Linked DNA regions of Mus musculus: region 2 is linked to region 1. The links are chromatin contacts, called in public HiChIP or PLAC-seq maps. All regions are on one chromosome and are shown on one strand. The core of a region is the stretch at or near the end of the contact, and the rest is flanking DNA. Distances in the headings are between cores, read along the strand shown.

Region 1 (5,388 bases), core at 1,737-4,236:
TGCACTGTCCTCTAGGACTTGCCTTTCTAAAGTGGCACAGTGTCACCTCTGCTTTAATCATAACTCTTGTCACATCCACCTGAAGCATTATCAACCTCACTCTTTGTTGCAGGGAATGTCAAAGACATCTAGGATGGGTACCACAGGCTGGTGAGATGTTATTGTACTTAGAAAATGGAATCTGCCACACTGTGAAAGTTAGTTATAAGGCTGTGAGTAAAAGCTGAAATGGAGTATCAGAAAGAGAGGCGTCCAGTCACACAGGGCCTTTCCAAAGATCGAGGTCACACAGGGTCTTACAATTGACCTGGGAGTAGCATTTCCCTGTCCAGGTCTAAAACACTTCAATTCTTCAGGGTACCTTGTTGTAATCAAGCTCTGGGGAAATAATACACAAACCAAGAGACTGATCCCATGCACCAGAATACGACGCATATTAACTTATAGTGAGAACACAGTTGCCGTCTTTGATTAGGTTCAGAAGCTAGAGCTCTGTCCTTAGAACATAGCATTGGGAAGTTGACAGAGAGTGTGGTGTAATGAGGGGCTGGCAGGGGACAGAAAGTCAGATGGCAGCGGTAAGAAAGATAGAGTCGCATGGTTCTCTGTATCGAAGCCTTGGTGGAGAATCAGCCCTGATGTGACACTCACTCTGTGTTGTCTGGAACTGTTATTTCTCTAATGTGGCTCCACTCAATCAGCCCTCCACCACCATGGCCTCTGTTACTGTCCCCCTCTCCCCACATCCCACAACATAGCCTCCACTCTCCTGGTCTCCAGTTCTACGGTCCGATCATGTAAAACAGCATCCATGTTCTATTGGGGAAGATAGAGAAAGAGCTAAAGAAGAGGCCCAGGGTGAGTGCAGATTACCTCTGCACGCACACTCCAGGAAGGAGGATTCTTGTGCTTTTCATTTCTTTGGCTGGAGCTCAGCCGTATAGTCATGCTTCACTGTATAGAAGACTGCAGAAGTAGGACAATCCATCCTGATGGCTATACACAGAAGGAGCTGGATCTTTGGGAAAAGGGAAACGTCGGGGAGATGAGTTGGCCTCTGTATTCATGGACCAGGCCGAAGAACAGCCAATGTGTTCCTCAGTTTGGGTGGGATGGTGATGTTTATGACAGAGAAGACAGGAAAGAAAAACAGCATTGCAAAGAAGAGGAACTCAGATGAGTTTAAGGCATGTGTGTGGCCTAGTGGAGAGATATCCGGAGGGCAAGAGGATATAGAGATCTAGAATCCAGGAGCTTAATCAGGGTTAGAGACAGGGCATCAAGAATCCAGGCAGTCCTTTAAGCCACTGGGCAACCTTCCTTGAGTCCTTTAAGAAGTGCCAGGGGACACTGCACTCTGTTGCTCTGGGTTGTGTTATCACAGGGTACCTGGTTCTGGGTAGTCTATGAAAAAGACATTTGCCTGCCTTATTGTTTTAGAGGCTGGCATTATAAGATTAGGCAGCCCTAATCTAGTCAGGTCATCCCATTGCATCAGATGAAAGGTACTGAAAATGGCCCCAGGAAGAGAGAGGCAAGTGCAGAGGACAGCTTCATTTTCTGACAGCTGGTTCAGGCTAGCTCGATGTAACTGGCTCTGTGAGACCAGCACGAATCCCCTCTGAAGGAGCCGCTCCCTTGACTTAGCCAGTTTTGACAAGGCCCTGACCTACAGAATTTCCACGCCAAGCTTCCAACCTGTGAAGCCCTGGGGATGTGTTCAAATCACATTCAACTGATAGCTATTATGGGATGGAGAGGTGGGGGAGGGGGGGAAGAGAATGCACCCATTCTCAGGAAAGAGCCAGGAGAGTGAAAGAGAAGTCTAGGGCTTGGGATCACGGGCTTGTCAGTTCTCTGTGTGAGGAGCAGCCTCAGTCTCCAACCTGGCTTTTCGTTTGGCCCTCTGTTGGTTTCCTGTGTAATGGTTAAAAGCTGTTTTGATTGGTAATGGTCTCTAACATTGCTTTTCTACCAGGAAGTTCATTGACATACAGAGGAATTTTAATCTTATATGCTTGGATGAACAGATTTTTCTCCTTAAGAAATGAGTAATTAAATTCTCTAGTCTTAAATTTTTACAACATCGTATAAAATTCTAATGGAGTAAAACAACAGTTAAACAGATGTATAGCTGATTAGCCGTAGTATCTATAGCTGAATGACTAAATTATTATCTCTTTCCCAAGGCAAGCCGAACACTTCTTTTATTTATTTGCTTTTATAGTTATTAAACATTTAAACTTAATTTATATGATTTATTTACACTTCTTTTTGTATACAAATGGAGTAAACAACATAAATAATAACTAAGATTAACATCTAGGTACACACCATGAGGCAAATAAAAATCATAAATAGTGTGGCACATTTGTAGTAATATAAACCGTATTTTAAGTTAAATTTTAATAGTTAAAATTTAGAGGTGACAAAATGTCAAATATAAATATATTATTTATAGGCTATTTAAAAAGAAGGAAGGAGAGATTTCTTCTTTCACCTGCAAATCTCCATATTTATAGTTTTTTTTCCAGTACATTATAGAAAAATAAAATCCTTTCTCCTTCAGTGATGAAAAATGAGTCTGGTTTCAAGCCTTCAACATCAAAAGACTCTTGATTGCTCCTGAATGTGTTTCTGTCCATGATCTGATTTAGTAAACACAGAGCAAGCACCTACAAAACACCAGGCTTCAAGTGAAAGTACCAGGCAGCAGAAGATCTATTGCTGGGATTCCCTTTGCACAGAGAGGCAAGGGAGAGCAAAGGAAGAAGCCAGGCCATTTCTCATCCTTTCTCTGTGCTTTTTTAAACAAGCCACTGAAGCCCTGGGGTGCAGCTGGGGTACAGAGTCTGGGTAGGGGGACTGGGGACTGGTGTCAAGGCTCTCAGAGCTGACAGGTTTGGAGAGCTGCAGGAGGCAAGACCACAGTGCAGCTGCAGACTTACCATCATTCTGTGTTCCCAGCATCCAGTGCTGAGATGGAGAGGGGCGTAGGAACCACTCAGATAGCATCTCTAGCGTGAATGAGTTACTCAGGCATGGAGGATCCATAGGAGGGCGGTGAGGAGATAATCTCCACTCTACTTCACCTTTTTTTCTTTCTTTTCTTCTCTTTTTTGTCTTTTTTTGAACAATTCAAATTAGAGCATTGTTTTCTGTCTTTTAAGCATTCTCCTTTCTGCTCTTGCATAGGATATTGACAGCTCAGATGGAGACAGATGGTGTGAGTACATCATGTACCGGGGTCTGATCAGGTGAGCACTGGCGTTAAAAATTAAAAAAAAAAAGTCTGTGAATTCTAGACGGCAAAGCATCACGGAGGCAATTCATTTTTGCTGTTCTTTATAAAAGTTAATTTTGTTGGTTACAAGATTTAACAGTTTTGGCATTTAATAGTGTAAGAAGATAGAAGTAGCTAAGCAAAGTTAGAGGTATCATAAGGGCCTTATAAGCTATTAAACACAAAGGTGTATAACTAAGGCACAGTAAGAAAGGTACCATTGGGAGATGGCCCTTCCGGATACAGGGAAGAGGCTCTAACACAAGAGCGTTCTGGGTGATGCTAGGGAAGTGGCAGTGTGTGCAGGGGTTGGAAGGCGGATGGGGTAGCAGGTGAACACTGGGGAGGGGAGTGGATCTTGTAAGGTTCTATGGACTCTTCTTAAGGATATGGCTCTTTGAATATAAGACTCTTAAATAAATAGTGTGTATTTCACTTGAAGCCTGGTGTTTTGTAGGTGCTTGGTCTGTGTTTACTAAATCAGATCATGGACAGAAACACATTCAGGAACAATCAAGAGTCTTTTGATGTTGAAGGCTTGAAACCAGACTCATTTTTCATCACTGAAGGAGAAAGGATTTTATTTTTCTATAATGTACTGGAAAAAAAACTATAAATATGGAGATTTGCGGGTGAAAGAAGAAATCTCTCCTTCCTTCTTTTTAAATAGCCTATAAATAATATATTTATATTTGACATTTTGTCACCTCTAAATTTTAACTATTAAAATTTAACTTAAAATACAGCTTATATTACTACAAATGTGCCACACTATTTATGTAAGAGTCTTACACACTCTTCTCTTAGAATATAAGCATATGGAGACCTCATTGGCCCTTGGATGGCTCACCTGGTTCGCTCATGTACTTACTGAAGGAAGTCCAGGAGATCACTTATAAAGGTCATTCTGGTTACAGCACCAGTTCAAAGACCCTAGGAGGCCAGCCTTGGCTCTCAGATAGCTGCCGGAGAGCTAGCCTAACTAGTGGCTCATTGTTTCCAAAGAGCGATGGTGGAAGAGCATGCTACTTCATAAATCATTTCATATCTATGATCGAGAACACTGTTTCTATTTCATTCTGCATTCAAGTATTTGTTAGTCACAGGATATCAGAATTCTAGAGAACAAGCTTTGGTGGTAGATTGAAATAGGTATAGCAGTGCCAAGTTGCACAAAATGACTAGCCATCAAGACTCAGCATTATTTATGATAGCTGGTACTTCTCTGTGGGTATGTGTGCCTGCAGGCACGCTTGCATGCCTGTGTGCATGCGTTACGGCTTATCCATTGCTCTGCCCTGGTTGCCCCGGCAAAATAATACAGAATGAGTAGGTGGTTTAAATAAAAGACAGGTATATTCTCAAAGGTCTAGAAACAGGTTAAAATTTCAGTCTTAGAGATTCAGGAAATAAACAGCCCAGATTTGCCGAAAAGGTCTCTGGGAACAGTGCTTTGGAATGACCCAGAGCTGTAGCGCATGAGCTTAACCCAAAGCCTTAACTGTGACAGCTCAGATTAACTATCTGACAGGGGCTCAGCTCTCGTGTCCCTCTCTTTGTCGTGGGAAGGTGGGCTACCTCCACCCACCCTCAATCTTTGTTTCTGTTTCTCTCTTGAAGCCCCCCACTTTGGCTGAAGCCCCCCTTTCTTTTACTTTCCCCCTTTCTTTTACTTTTACACTCCCACCTTTCCATGGTGTGTACGCAGCATCCACGACAGACCTCTGCCTCACCCATCTGATGGATTCCCACTCCCTTTTGGATAGGAGTCCGTGTCCTCACAGGTGTGTTTGAGAAAGAGTTTGGTCATCTGCTTCCCCTCTATCCCAAGTCCATTGCCTTTCTTTCTTCAGTCCTGGTTGATTCCCCAAACCCCATACACATGTCTATTTCTGAGCCAGTGCCTTTTTTTAGCCCTTCCAGTAGGTTGGACTCTTTACTTCCTGTCCTTTCCCACGGGACATATCTACCAACGCCCGATAGATTTTTTGCATACACACTTGTTTAATTTGTCCTCCAACTAGAGCAAATGGTCTCTGGGAGCAAGGACTTCATCTTATCTCCGACACGCCCCCCCCCCCCAACCAGAAAACATTGCCATGGCA
Region 2 (5,388 bases), core at 971-3,470, 210 kb after region 1:
CAATGTGTCTTCTTCTGGCTGCTGTTGTTTTCTAAGATTTGATATTATACGTGTATGAATGTTTTCCCTGCAGATATGTATATGTACCACCTGCATGCCTGGTGCTGGTGGAGGTCAGAAGAGGCTGTTAGACCCCCTAGGACTGGAGTTACAGTTATGAGCCACCAAACATGTGTAGGGAACCAAACTCAGGTCCTCTGCAAGAACAGCCAATGCTCTTAACCTCTGAGCCATCCCTCCGACCCAGCATGACTGCCCTCCGAAAAACCCAACAAGCGGCTGAAAGAGTCAGAGGCAGATATTTGCACCCAACCAATCAATGGACAGAAGCTGCTGACCCCTGTGGTTGAATTAAGGAAAAGCTGGAAGAAGCTGAGGAGGAGGGTGACCCTGTAGGAGGACCAGCAGTCTCAACTAACCTGGACCCCCAAGATCTCTCAGACACTGGACCACCAAACAGCATATGCTAGCTGATATGAGGCCCCCAACACATATACAGCAGAGGACTGCTGGGTCCCGGTTTAGTCAGAGAAGATGCACCTAACCTTCGAGAGACTGGAGGCACCAGGGAGTTTAGAGGTCTGGTGGGGTTGGGGAGGGAGAGGGTAGGGACATCTTCGTGGAGACAGGGGTGGGGCTGGGGAGGAAGTGTGGGGTGTGGAACAGTCAAAGGGTGGACCGGGAGGGGTATAAAATACGGAGCATAAATAAATAAATAAATAAATAAATAAATAAATGATTTTTTAAAATGAGAACCAATTCACAGAATTAACCACAAGGGTAGTGTTCGTCATGTCTAATGATGTTTTGAAGTTTTTTCCCTTCTGATGCATTTGGAGGGTGCTGTGTGCTTGCAATGTCTCTAATTCTCACAGCAGTCTTATTTTAACGGGAATTATACCAGTTCACTATGACACCCATTTGATATTCAGGATTTTATCTTGCATTATTCTGCTTTTACCATAATTTTCTCCCTTCCCTTCCTCCTTCCCCCCTCCCCTCTCCCCTCTCCTTTCCTCCTCTCCTCTCTCCTTTCTCTCCTCCCTCCCTCTCCTCTCCTTCCCCTCCCTCCCCTTTCCTTCCTTCACTTCCCCTCTCCTCCCTCTCCCCTCCCCTCTCCTCTTTCTTCCTCTCCTTCCCCTCCCCTCCTCTTTCTTCCGCTCCCCTCCCCTTCCCCCTTTCTCTGTACTTGTGTGGAGGCCAGATATTGTTTTAATCTCTTCACCTTATTTTCTTGATACAGGATCTCTGCCTGAACAGAGAGCTCAGGAATCATCTAGACCAATTGGCCATCAGTCCCAGGGAATCTCCTGTGTCAGTGCCCGGATTTAAAACAAACAAACAAACAAGAAACCCAAACAAAACAACCCCCAAAACCTCCCCATGTCTCCTGTGGATCCACTCAGGACCTCGAGCTTGCATGACAACCACTTCTCGGACTGGTAAATCCTAGCAACTCCGTTTTAAAAAGCAATTTCGTGCAAATGGAACAGAGGCTAGATTTCCTCTGAACAGCAATACAGGTCCCTGACACAGCGAACAGTAAGACACGAGTGTCATGGCACCCGCCCACCCCCACTTCCCACACAACACAGGCTTGCACCTGATCGTGCTGAGGAAGACCTGGAAGTCAGGGCGAGGATCCCGCCCGGTAGTGTGTGTCTTTCTGTACAGTACAAACCAACGGACAGACCCACGGAGGAGGAGGAGGGCACAAAGCCCAAAATGAAAGTAGTAAAAAACGGACATTGGAGTCCCAATTTCACAAATGGAGAATTAAAGGCACTATGGGTGGAGGAATAAAGAAAGGGCCAAGGAAGTGGTTGCCAAAAAGTCTACTCAAAATTTTCATGAAGTTAACTTGCTTTCCTACGTACGCACTGCCACCCAGTACGGGGTGCAGCCCCGGGTTAGGTGCCCTGCGGTTCCCAGCGCAGGGTCCCACAGCAGCCCCCCACCCCAGGGTCTGGGTGTCCTCCAGAGGGTAGCACAAGTCGGAGTTTCGACGCTTCTGTGCCTTCGCCTCGGGCCCGTTACGCCACGGCGCTGGGTGGGAGGAGGTCGCGGTAGGGGTGGGTCCCCAAGGTCCCCAGGCTGGGAGCGAGGAGTGGGGGGCGGGGCGTTGCTCCGACGCTAGCCCCGGGTCCCTGGCAGCCGGCCGCCACGTCAAGGTTTGTTTAATAATCGCCGGGGTATTTATGGCCTGGTCGGCAGGCGGCTGCGGGGGAGCCAGAACAGCGCGCCGGGCAGGGGGGACCTGCCCGGTCCGACCCGAGGGGGAGGATGGACACTCCAGCCGCGTTCTGAGCCTGTGTGGAAGATAACATCCTTAAGCTACATCACCCCGTCGTTCAGCCTAAGCCACCCACTCCCTCGTCCCCTCTACTACTAGATCTCCCGGAGTCGGAAGCGCGAAAAAGCGCGCGATGGCAGAAAGCCTGAAGAAGCTGGCCAAAAGCGAATCTTTACAAGCACTGCAGGATAAAGTCACCTACTGGGTGAACGACTACAACGTGAGTCAGGGTGGGAGATCCTAGGGCTCACAACCCCACCGCTCTTGGGACCCTAACGGGGATCTCAGACTCCTACCCAGGTCAAAGAAGAAAGCCCCACCTTTATCGGTGGTGGGGTGACTCCAGCCGTAGCGCTAACCAGTATTCGGTAACCTTGGACACCCGCGGCCCTAGCAACAGAAGGGTAGCTTAGAGCTGCCAGCCACTCCCATTCTCAGGACCTTCCCCCCTCCTTCCCTTTTTAGGGATTCCCGGAGTGAACTTTCCCTACACCTGGGTGCTATTAAGGAAAAGGGGCACTTGTAAAGGTTGCACTTTTTGTTTGCCCGCTGGTCAGCATGGCTATTAGGGTAGCAGGGCAACTTCCAGGAGGTGCTGGCAAGGCTTTTGTAAGAAATTACTGTGTCACCAGCACACTGTCACACTCAGAAGCACACTCCAAACTTCATGAATGCCACTTCAGCGGTGTTTCAACAGCTGCATGTTGAACTTGGCTCTCTTCGATGGAAGTGTCTTCAAGAGGAGGCTCTGAGTTTTACCCAGGCGGGGAGCAGTCAGGAAAGTGACGGTTAGGTTCTCCATCTCTATGTGGCTACAACTAGCCAAATAACGTTTCCTAGCCACACTGGGTCTCAGCATCTTATCTGTTCCATTGTTGGGATTGGATTAAACAATATGTAAACTTACTTTCTAGATCTCATTTTTAAATAATGTAGATCATCTTGTTTCTGAATTTACATCTGAACGTATCCCATATCTTGTTAAGTGTAGTTTCGATTTGGATCCGTTGCTAAGCACAGTCCTGTAATCCCCCAAAGAGGTTTTTATTAGTACTAGGGAATCTTGACTTAAACCTTAAGATCTGTATTCCCTACAGCAAACTCTAGTTGTTAATAATGTTAGTTGTAGAAGACTATATTTATTAAAAAGCTGTAAACTGTGTTGGTTTGGAAGGTTAATTTTGCAGTGTATACTCCTATTGGCTTAGCTAGAATTAACTTTAAAAAAAAAAAAAGTCACGTATAATCCTTTAGAATCATGAACACAGTTAAAGCCATTCCCCAGTAGGAAACTTTAAAAGAAAGTGTGTAAATGGCTCAGATTAACTCTAAACACAATGCACACTTTCAAGTTTTCCCAACTAAGGATGATTCGGGCTAATACCTGAGTTAGCTTTGCTGCATGAAGTTCCTTCTCTGGCCCTCTTCATCTCAGCCTTGATTTGAGGAGCCCCACTGCTGCACTCACCACTGTGCTCTGAGACAGGCTTCTTTTCTTTTCAGAGCATATGGTGTGCCTTCTGTACTAGATGTGGGGATTATTAGCACTGGAAGCTATATTTTTAATTAAAAACATTTATTTTATGTGCATGGGTGTTTTGCCTGTGTATCTATCACCTGTGCAGTGCTTGCAGAGATCAGAAGAGGACACCAGGTCCCTTGAAACTAGAGTTAGAGATGGCTGTGAGCTGTCCTGTAAGTGCTGAGAACCGAACCAGGGTCTTCACTAGAGCAGCCAGTGAAGCCATCTGTCCATCCCTAATGGAGCTGAATCTTAATGATGAGCCTCAATCTGCAGAAGAAAAGGAAGGGTAGAGGAAGCCTCATGTGCAAGATTTAGGATTGGTGGGGGCTGGGAGGATCGACACCTGATGAAGCTGAGAAGGTGGGGGGTTGGGGGCAGATACCAGAGAGCTTTGAGGGGTGTGTTTGGGAGTTCAGCCTTTGTTTGAGGGCCAGAAAGGGACTCTGAGAGCATAATGCAGAAAGAAAACCACTTAGGATTAGGTGTATACAGGCCGTTCTAGTTGTCTTATGATGGGGAAATGGGAATCTCTAGAAAAAGGGTTTGGAGCTAGGTGATACTTGAGGCAACAGAATGTACGAATGAATCAGCCTGACATATTAAGCAGACAAGATGAAAGACATCAAGAATGACCCTTAAGGTTCATGTGAGAGCATGTAGTTTAACCACCTGAAATTTATGGTACATCTGTATATTTTATTGGCCACTTCTGCAAAAGGCATGAATCACCTTATGTGCAGACCTGAATTCTAATGACAATTACTGCTTGAAGATGTCATGTGAAATTCACCTTACATTAGAGTACCTTCAGTAGGTCAGCCCTGGCCTGAATCCCTCCTCCTTCTGAGATACTTCCATTTTCCCTCAAAGTCCTGTGGACTAAGGAGTTAACCTGAATTATTTCTGCCAAGACTTGACTCTGAAGAAGTGTGTTCTATAATTATAGTAGCAAATGGTAAATATGCTATCCTTGATAGCAGATCCTCAAGATAGGATAGATGACAAGTTGTTTTGTTTTGTTTTGTTTTGTTTTGTGAGACAGGATCTTGTTATATCCTGGGTTAGCCTCTAACTTGCAATCACTCTGCCTCAGCCTCTTGAGTGTGCTGAGTTTACAGGCATACACCACCATATCTTGCTATAAATGATATTTTTAAAAGTAAAATAATACATACAAGGACATTATAATTCAGAAAAAAATTTTTTTGTTTGTTTGTTTTAACAAAAGGACATGTAGCCCAGGCTGGCCTCGAAGTTAATTATGTAGCTAGAAATGAACTTGAATTTCTAATTTGCCTGTTTTCCCCCATTCATGCCCTGGGATTACATATGTGAGCCATTATGCACAGTTTATGAGCTGCTAGTGATAGAGGCAGGGCTTTTTGCATGGCAGGCACACATTCTCTCAATGGGGCCCTAGCCCCAAGAAAGATTGGGATATTTAATTTATGAGTGAGGCTGATGGGAAAGCTGGTAATATAAGAGGAGTTCTCTCTGTATTGCTCTTCTCTTACATTAAAGATAAGTGTTAAAAACATGGTATTAAATATCACCACACAAAAGGAGATTT

Evidence for each region. HiChIP or PLAC-seq counts read pairs in DNA pulled down with a chosen protein or histone mark.
Region 2: a contact with region 1 is called in an H3K4me3 HiChIP or PLAC-seq map of embryonic forebrain, with 4 times the contacts expected there. The contact joins the promoter of Spata18 here to the enhancer-like site in region 1. A contact is called at or near these places in 16 of 39 promoter capture datasets (the 3T3-L1 cell line, 3T3-L1-derived adipocytes, the HPC-7 cell line and 9 more), 1 of 15 datasets of contacts at CTCF or cohesin (the NIH/3T3 cell line), 24 of 484 Hi-C or Micro-C datasets (the BV-2 cell line, the CH12 cell line, the MC38 cell line and 20 more), 28 of 115 datasets of contacts at active chromatin or transcription factors (the 230-238 cell line, the NIH/3T3 cell line, astrocytes and 17 more) and 5 of 9 other capture datasets (adipose tissue, embryonic stem cells, liver and 2 more).

The regions. Positions count from the first base shown.
Region 1 is chr5:73,435,240-73,440,627 of GRCm38.p6, forward strand. Cwh43 (cell wall biogenesis 43 C-terminal homolog) reads left to right here. Exons shown (of 16, transcript NM_181323.2): 14 at 3,196-3,257. Among named protein-coding and RNA genes, the nearest start is that of Cwh43, 32 kb to the left of the region's middle. Within about 2 kb of position 2,987, at least 1 of the 459 cell types and tissues checked has an H3K27ac peak or open chromatin away from gene starts, as enhancers often do.
Region 2 is chr5:73,649,160-73,654,547 of GRCm38.p6, forward strand. Spata18 (spermatogenesis associated 18) reads left to right here and starts at 2,221. Exons shown (of 13, transcript NM_178387.3): 1 at 2,221-2,513. The coding sequence starts at 2,427. It overlaps Gm34902 (a long non-coding RNA gene), which reads right to left and starts at 2,695. Exons shown (of 2, transcript XR_377025.3): 1 at 2,614-2,695; 2 at 1,821-2,309.